2 separate regions of the Mus musculus genome follow, and region 1 is linked to region 2. Evidence: chromatin contacts called from public ChIA-PET data. All regions are on one chromosome and are shown on one strand. Each heading gives the region's core, a stretch centred on a gene start, on an enhancer-like site or on the middle of the called end of the contact. The rest is flanking DNA. Distances are from core to core; before and after follow the strand shown.

The links. ChIA-PET counts read pairs in DNA pulled down with a chosen protein or histone mark.
Region 1: an SMC1A ChIA-PET map of the G1E-ER4 cell line shows a contact between it and region 2, with 5 read pairs. The contact joins the enhancer-like site here to the promoter of Uhrf2 in region 2. A contact is called at or near these places in 1 of 15 datasets of contacts at CTCF or cohesin (the G1E-ER4 cell line), 7 of 484 Hi-C or Micro-C datasets (the C3H10T1/2 cell line, the G1E-ER4 cell line, Th17 cells and 3 more), 8 of 115 datasets of contacts at active chromatin or transcription factors (the 230-238 cell line, CD8 T cells, bone marrow-derived macrophages and 3 more) and 3 of 9 other capture datasets (adipose tissue, liver and pancreatic islet).

What each region holds. Positions count from the first base shown.
Region 1 is chr19:30,074,592-30,077,730 of GRCm38.p6, reverse strand. It overlaps Uhrf2 (ubiquitin-like, containing PHD and RING finger domains 2), which reads right to left. Exons shown (of 16, transcript NM_144873.2): 6 at 2,461-2,647. Among named protein-coding and RNA genes, the nearest start is that of Uhrf2, 46 kb to the right of the region's middle. Within about 2 kb of position 1,405, at least 2 of the 459 cell types and tissues checked have an H3K27ac peak or open chromatin away from gene starts, as enhancers often do. A contact at or near this core is called in the G1E-ER4 cell line, where this site is marked.
Region 2 is chr19:30,028,625-30,031,805 of GRCm38.p6, reverse strand. Uhrf2 (ubiquitin-like, containing PHD and RING finger domains 2) reads right to left here and starts at 1,293. Exons shown (of 16, transcript NM_144873.2): 1 at 875-1,293. The coding sequence starts at 1,027.

The DNA.
Region 1 (3,139 bases), core at 156-2,655, 46 kb before region 2:
CAACTCTAATAAAATATTCACCTGAAAAATCTCATTAAAACTAAAGGAAAAGGAATCCAACAGTTAAAAATGCAACAAATACATCTTCCCATCTAGCCCGGTTATTAGAACTCTCAAAAGAAAAAAGAAAAAAGAAAAAAGAAAAAACATATACAAGCGGCCAGTGATAGCGCAGTAAAAGTACAGGGTCTCTGCCACCAAGAACCAAGATAGCTAACCCAAGACCAATCCTGGGACTCAGATGGTGAAAGGAGAGAAACGACTGCCTCAAGTTTTCTCTAAACTTCACACTTACACTGTATCACATCAACACACAATAAATAATTAAAACGCAATCTTCATGGATGTATATGAGTGTGTGTGAATGGTATAGTTTTTGGGCAGAGCTATGAGCAAAGCCCTGGGTTCAAGTCTCACCATCACAAAGTCTAATCCACCATAGTCAATGCACAAGACAGCATCTTTAGATCTGCCACAGCTTTCTGTACTTGTTGGTCCTTTCTCACAAACTGCATTAATACTTTCCAAAAACCTTGTGTAGGGAATGAAATATCAAAAACTGGGAGAGTCAAGAGATACCAACAAACAATAATTCACTGCCAAATTCATCTTACATTTGCCTCTTTCATAATTATGTTTTCCATATAAGTTTTAGAGGAAAGAGTACATCTATGCCCACTCCTATGTCACTCCTGATTATGAAAAGTAACTGCACGATTGGGGAAAAATGCAAATGTTTTAGTTCCCGCAACTTGAAAAAAAAAAACAGATTTGAAAAGTCATCAAATATAACAGTTTTTTTCCCACTATACACACTTCCACCAAAACAAGGAATAAGTATGAGATGAGACTTCAGAAGTTACGAGCCATGTGATCATGGAAGTCAGTGGGAGGAAGAAGCAGAAAGGAGTCAGAGCCCTCCTCCATTTTGTTGTTTTAATTTTTAAAAGTGGGATGGCTCGCCCCACAAACCCCTTCCCGTGTGTGTGTGTGTGTGTGTGTGTGTGTGTGTGTGTGTGTGTGTGTGTGTGCGTGCCCGCTCGTGGAGATGAGAAGATAACAAAGTTGGGTCTATTGTTCTACTGTGTGGGTCCCAGGGATTGAACTCGGTCAACCCTGACATAATATCCTTATCTACTTAACCATGTCACCGGCCCCTTTCCTTCATCTTTATACCCCTGTGGTTTCTGTAGTAACACAGCCATCATGCTTGCAATGAGCCTACAAAAAGACTACAGGAAAGAAGAGCTGTCTGTTCGTCACACTGATACTAGCTAGCCACTTAGGGTATCAGTATTCTTGACTAGTACACCCCTTGCTTTAAAACCTTCCACGGCAGAAGAGGGATGGTCCCGAAGAAACAGCTCAGTTGTTAAGAGCACACACTGCTCTGTCAGAAGACCAGAATTTGATTTCTAACACTCTCATCAGAAGGCCCACAACTGCCCAAAACTCCAAGGAATCCTACATGCATGCACAGAATTTTAAAAAATACTTTACAAGATTCCTTAATGTGATTATTTAAAAGTTTACTATAAATTTGGCTAGGTACCTTTCCCTAATCTTTCATTAGTGGTTTGTTTCTAACTACAACTACACAAGTAATTTTAGATTACAGCAAGTATATTTAATCTTAGAGCCTTGTTCTACTTAAGAACTTCCTAAAAATTAGACACACTATCCATATAAAACACTGCTGGTATATGTTAAATATTTAATTCCTGAAGGATGAATACTACAGTGAAGGTAAGCGCAATGCTTTCAAGAAGAATCAAGTTTGAAAACAGAGACAAGACTATGACTTAAAGAGATGAAAGACACTGAATCTGGATAGAATGTAGGGTATTTAAGGAAATAGGGAGAAAAACAGCATGGTAAGACAGACTGAAAAACAACTAAGGGGTGTCATTCCAGGTCCTTTAATGCAGCTTAAAGCCTCAAAAGCAAAGGCTAGCAACCAAGTCTGCATTTCTGAATGACTCCATACTCCGGCAGGACCATAAATCCAAGTCTATAAATTTAGAAGCCAGTTCAGAGTTGTACAGTAAGTTAATAAAGGTATCAATGCCAAGTGACCACCAGCTATGGCACTTTAAATACTTTAATGTACCATGTATCTTTAGATATCCATGCTTGACCAGGAGTGGTGGCACAGTCCGGTAATTCAAGACCCTGGGAGGCAGAGGCAGGCAGATTTCTACCAGTTTGAGGCCAGCCTGGTCTACAGACAAGCTCCAGGCCAGCCAGGGCTACGTTCTAAGAAACTATCTGAAGAAAAAGAGAAAGAGGAAGGAAGAACGGTTGGTTGGATGGATGGATGGATGGATGGATGGGCAGAAGGATAGAAGGACAAATGGAAGGGACGGAGGGAGGGAGGGAGAAGAAATATCCACTCTTTGAAGATTCATTTTGATTATTTGTAGAAAAACAAAACAGAAGACAAAGCCCTGGTGACAATACCAGTATTCCTCTTCCGGGACTTTGTCCAGAGGTGGGCTCAGGCAGTAAATGTGATAGGCCATATTGCACTCGTCACACAGCAGCTGCATGTTGGGGTCCCGCTTCTCTCCACACTTATGACACGAACACATGTGACAGGTCTTATCTGGGTCTCCACCACACAGGTCACATTCAGGGTCATTTTTCCCTATAAAGAACAAAATTAGGGAAATGTTACTGTTTTGTATCTATTAGTCACATAAAGACAGTGCTCTTAACTACTGAGCTATCTCTCTAGCTCTTTATATATATTTAAAAAATCCATTGAAACAGTATACAACTTTTTAAAATAAAAAAACAAGCAAACAGGTGCCCCCTCCAAAAAAAAAAATCCAGGGTGAGGTTTAATAAGCACCTCAGGACTAGAGCTGGCTCAGGGGGTAAAGGCACCTGCTACCCAGCCAGGTGACCTAAGTGTAATACCCATAACCAACATGGTGTAAGGAAAGAACCAACTCTTACAGCATCCTAAAACTTTTTTTTTTTTTTAATTTATTTATTAATTATATGTAAGTACACTGTAGCTGTCTTCAGACACTCCAGAAGAGGGCATCAGATCTCGTTATGGATGGTTGTGAGCCACCATGTGGTTGCTGGGATTTGAACTCGGGACCTTTGGAAGAGCAGTCGGGTGCTCTTA
Region 2 (3,181 bases), core at 44-2,543:
AAAGACAAAGGCAAGAAAAACAATGTGGGTCTGGGTGTCTAATCATAAGACTCTGAGACTTACTGGATAGGAAACGTCTTAGCCTCATCAGGCAGAGCCTTACTTAAAATTAACGGAGATGCCCACAAGCACCCTTGTGGCCCAACACAACTTTCTGGCTTTTTTTGAATTACTGCTGATTATGCTGAAAGGTTTGAGTTGAAAGCCCGAACTTAGGGGACACACAAAGATGAGAGGTAAAGTTTATGGGGAAATAATCTGTCCGTATATTCAACAGACTTAAACCCGACTTCAGGTTACAAACATCGTTCCTTAAATTAGAGGTCTCTGATCTTTTACAGAACAAATCCCCAGTCTGAGACTGACGACAAGGAAGGAGGGGCACGCATTCTACCACCGTTCCGATGTTCAGTGTTCAAATCCTTCTAGTGAGGAAACAGGGATAAGGTGCTTCCCTTTCCACGTCGCATCTAGGAGCCGGGGGCACGGAAAAGAAGCAAGTCCTTAGAGGAGTCGGAGACGGCGCTGCGAATAAAGCCAGCTCGTCCCTCCCGCGCCCCGGCATGGCTGCCGGAGCCTGTTGCCTTTCCAGGCTCCGATCCCCCCCCCCCCCAAAGGCGGGAAGAGGATCCCCCAGGACCCTCGGAGGCTATGTCCGTGGCCGCTGCCAGCGACAACACCGCGTCCCGCACCTTCCGACCCGCTAGGCGCGCTTGGGGGGAGGGGGGGGGCAGCCGCAGGCCCGAGCTCCAGGCCCCGCATCCCGCGCCCCGCCAGCGGCCCATCCCGAGCACAGCGGGGCGCAGCCCTGGACACCCAGCCTCGTCCCGGGGCGCCGGCTGCTCGCGCCCGGGCTCCCCGCGGGGCGCCTCACCTGCTTGCCCCGGTAGAACAGGCGCTGGCACTCGGGCCTTACATCGAAGAGCGCCCAGACCCGCTCGCGCAGCTCCTCGATGGTGGCTTTGCGAGAAACGTCCTCGATGGTGCGCGTCTGGGAGCCGTCGATGGTGCGGACCTGGATCCACATCGCGGCGGCACGGGGACAGGGGACCAAGCCCCTTTGTCTGGCCCTGCGCTCGGGCCGCCGCGCCGCGCCCCGCCCGGTCCCCGCCGCCTCCCCGGGAGGATCCGGTTCTCTGCGGCGGCGACTCGGCGAACGCGGGTGCGGGCGAGGACTGACGCTCTTAGACCGCGCGACCGCCCGCCCGCCCCTCCTCGGTGGAAGGAAACCGGAACCCGCCCGAGGTGCGAGCGCAGCCCGCGCCTCACAAATAGGAAGGAGCCATGGCTCGGCGGCGCGCACTGTTTACTTATAGAGATGCAGCTCCCACATGGAGGTCACGGCGCCAACCCGGATCTCGCGAGATCCACGCGGGGCTCCGCCCCACGCACAGCCTGGGGGGCGCTAATATGGGAGGGGGCGGGGCCTCCAGAGCCGTTACTCGGAGGAGGGCGGGGTTGGGCAGGCTCGCCGAGGCCAGCTCGCCCTGTGCCCTCGTTGTCGTTGGTCACCTCGCAGTCTCCTGAGGCCTAGACTCCATGGTCTCAAAAACGCACGAACAATAGCTAGCCGTGCTGCGCGCTGGCGTGAGCAAGAAATGGGGATGCAGCCTACGTTCCCGAGACTTCACACCAGGGTGTGCGCCCGCCACGCGGCCTCTCCCGGGGCGCGTCGGCTTGATGGACGTGCTTCCCGCCGAGGAAACCCGCTTCCGGGAGGCCCCAGGGCAGAGGCCTCGCACCCACGTTTCCCGACCGGAGAGCCGGAGCGGGAGCTGGACCTGACCGAGTGGGCCTTCTGCGCTAAGGGCGCCTTTAGCCGCAGGGATCCTGGCTTTGCAGGACTGTACACCTCCGATCCAAAAATCCGGAGATCCCAGGGCGGGATACGGCCCCCACACTCAGGGGACCCATCCAAAAATGGAAGACTTAAGAGAGAAAGCAAAGCAAACGCATTATCTTACATTCACCGGTATCCGTAATGTCAGTACTAATCATTCCCATGAGGATAAGAGGCACAACTTTGTAACAACCAAATTGATTAGTCAAGATGGCCTAAATGGAAATACAGGAAGAGTGAAATGTGCGTCAGCTCGAGATATGAATATATATATATATACCTAGAGCCTCTAAGTTACCTCGACAGCTTCCTAGTTAACTAAAACATTTAGTTGATAAGGCAACAGATACATCTGAGAACATCTAATCTGACCCATGAAGGGATCAACTATTTGTTGTTACAAGGATATGCTAGGGTCTCGGGCTGTTATTCGTGGTGCACTGCCAACGGTGTGCTGCAGTCTGAAGCCTTGAGTCTTGGGCTCACGGGTTGGGACGCGCGAGAATTGCAGTCTTTCTGTTTAACTGTGATCTTGAACAAACTGCTTCAATTTCCTCCAGGTAAAATAGTGCTCATAAACACCGAGGGAATGTTAGCTTCCTTGCCACTCCCTTAGTAGCACACAAGAAGGTATTTTAGAGCTTTTGTTATTAAGAGAATTTAGATAAACTGGGAATATTCAAAGAAGATAGGGTGCTTAAGCAAAGACTGGGAGTGCATTTTCACACATCAGAAGACACTACACTTCTGAGAGAGGTTGACTAAATAATGAAGGGCAAGTGTGAACATTAGCATTCAAAGACTTTTGTAGGCCTCCCGGGGAAACCTGGGCTTTTTGAAATGTGCATTGATGTGTTTAAGTATTTAGAATGACAATAGAACAGAGTGCGGAAGGAGGCCTTAGGGAAAAAAGCAAGCTGTGGGAAGGTGAGAGAGGCTGAAATTTAGCCAAGAGCCAACTGTTGTCCATTTTGGAAAAATTAGAGATAGTGAGAAGAATAAATTGTTGAGTGTTCTAGGAAACCCAGCTCCTGAAAGTTGTAGAATTTGTGAATGTGAAAAGGGAAGAAAATGGAATGAGTTCCATTTGAGTTGTGTGGCATTTGAAATATATCTCAAATGTGCCTACAGTGGAGATGCCTGGTAGTTGAAAAGAACTGTCTAAGAGAGTGAAGGGAAGAAGGAGTTTCTGAGAGGAGGAAAGTCTTTTGGCTTGATAGAGATGCCTACATTTTGGCGAATAGAGAAATAGGTGGGGGGGGCTGGTGAGATGGCTCAGTGGATAAGAGCACCCGACTGCTCTTCCGAAGGTCCGAAGTTCAAATCCCAGCAACCACATGG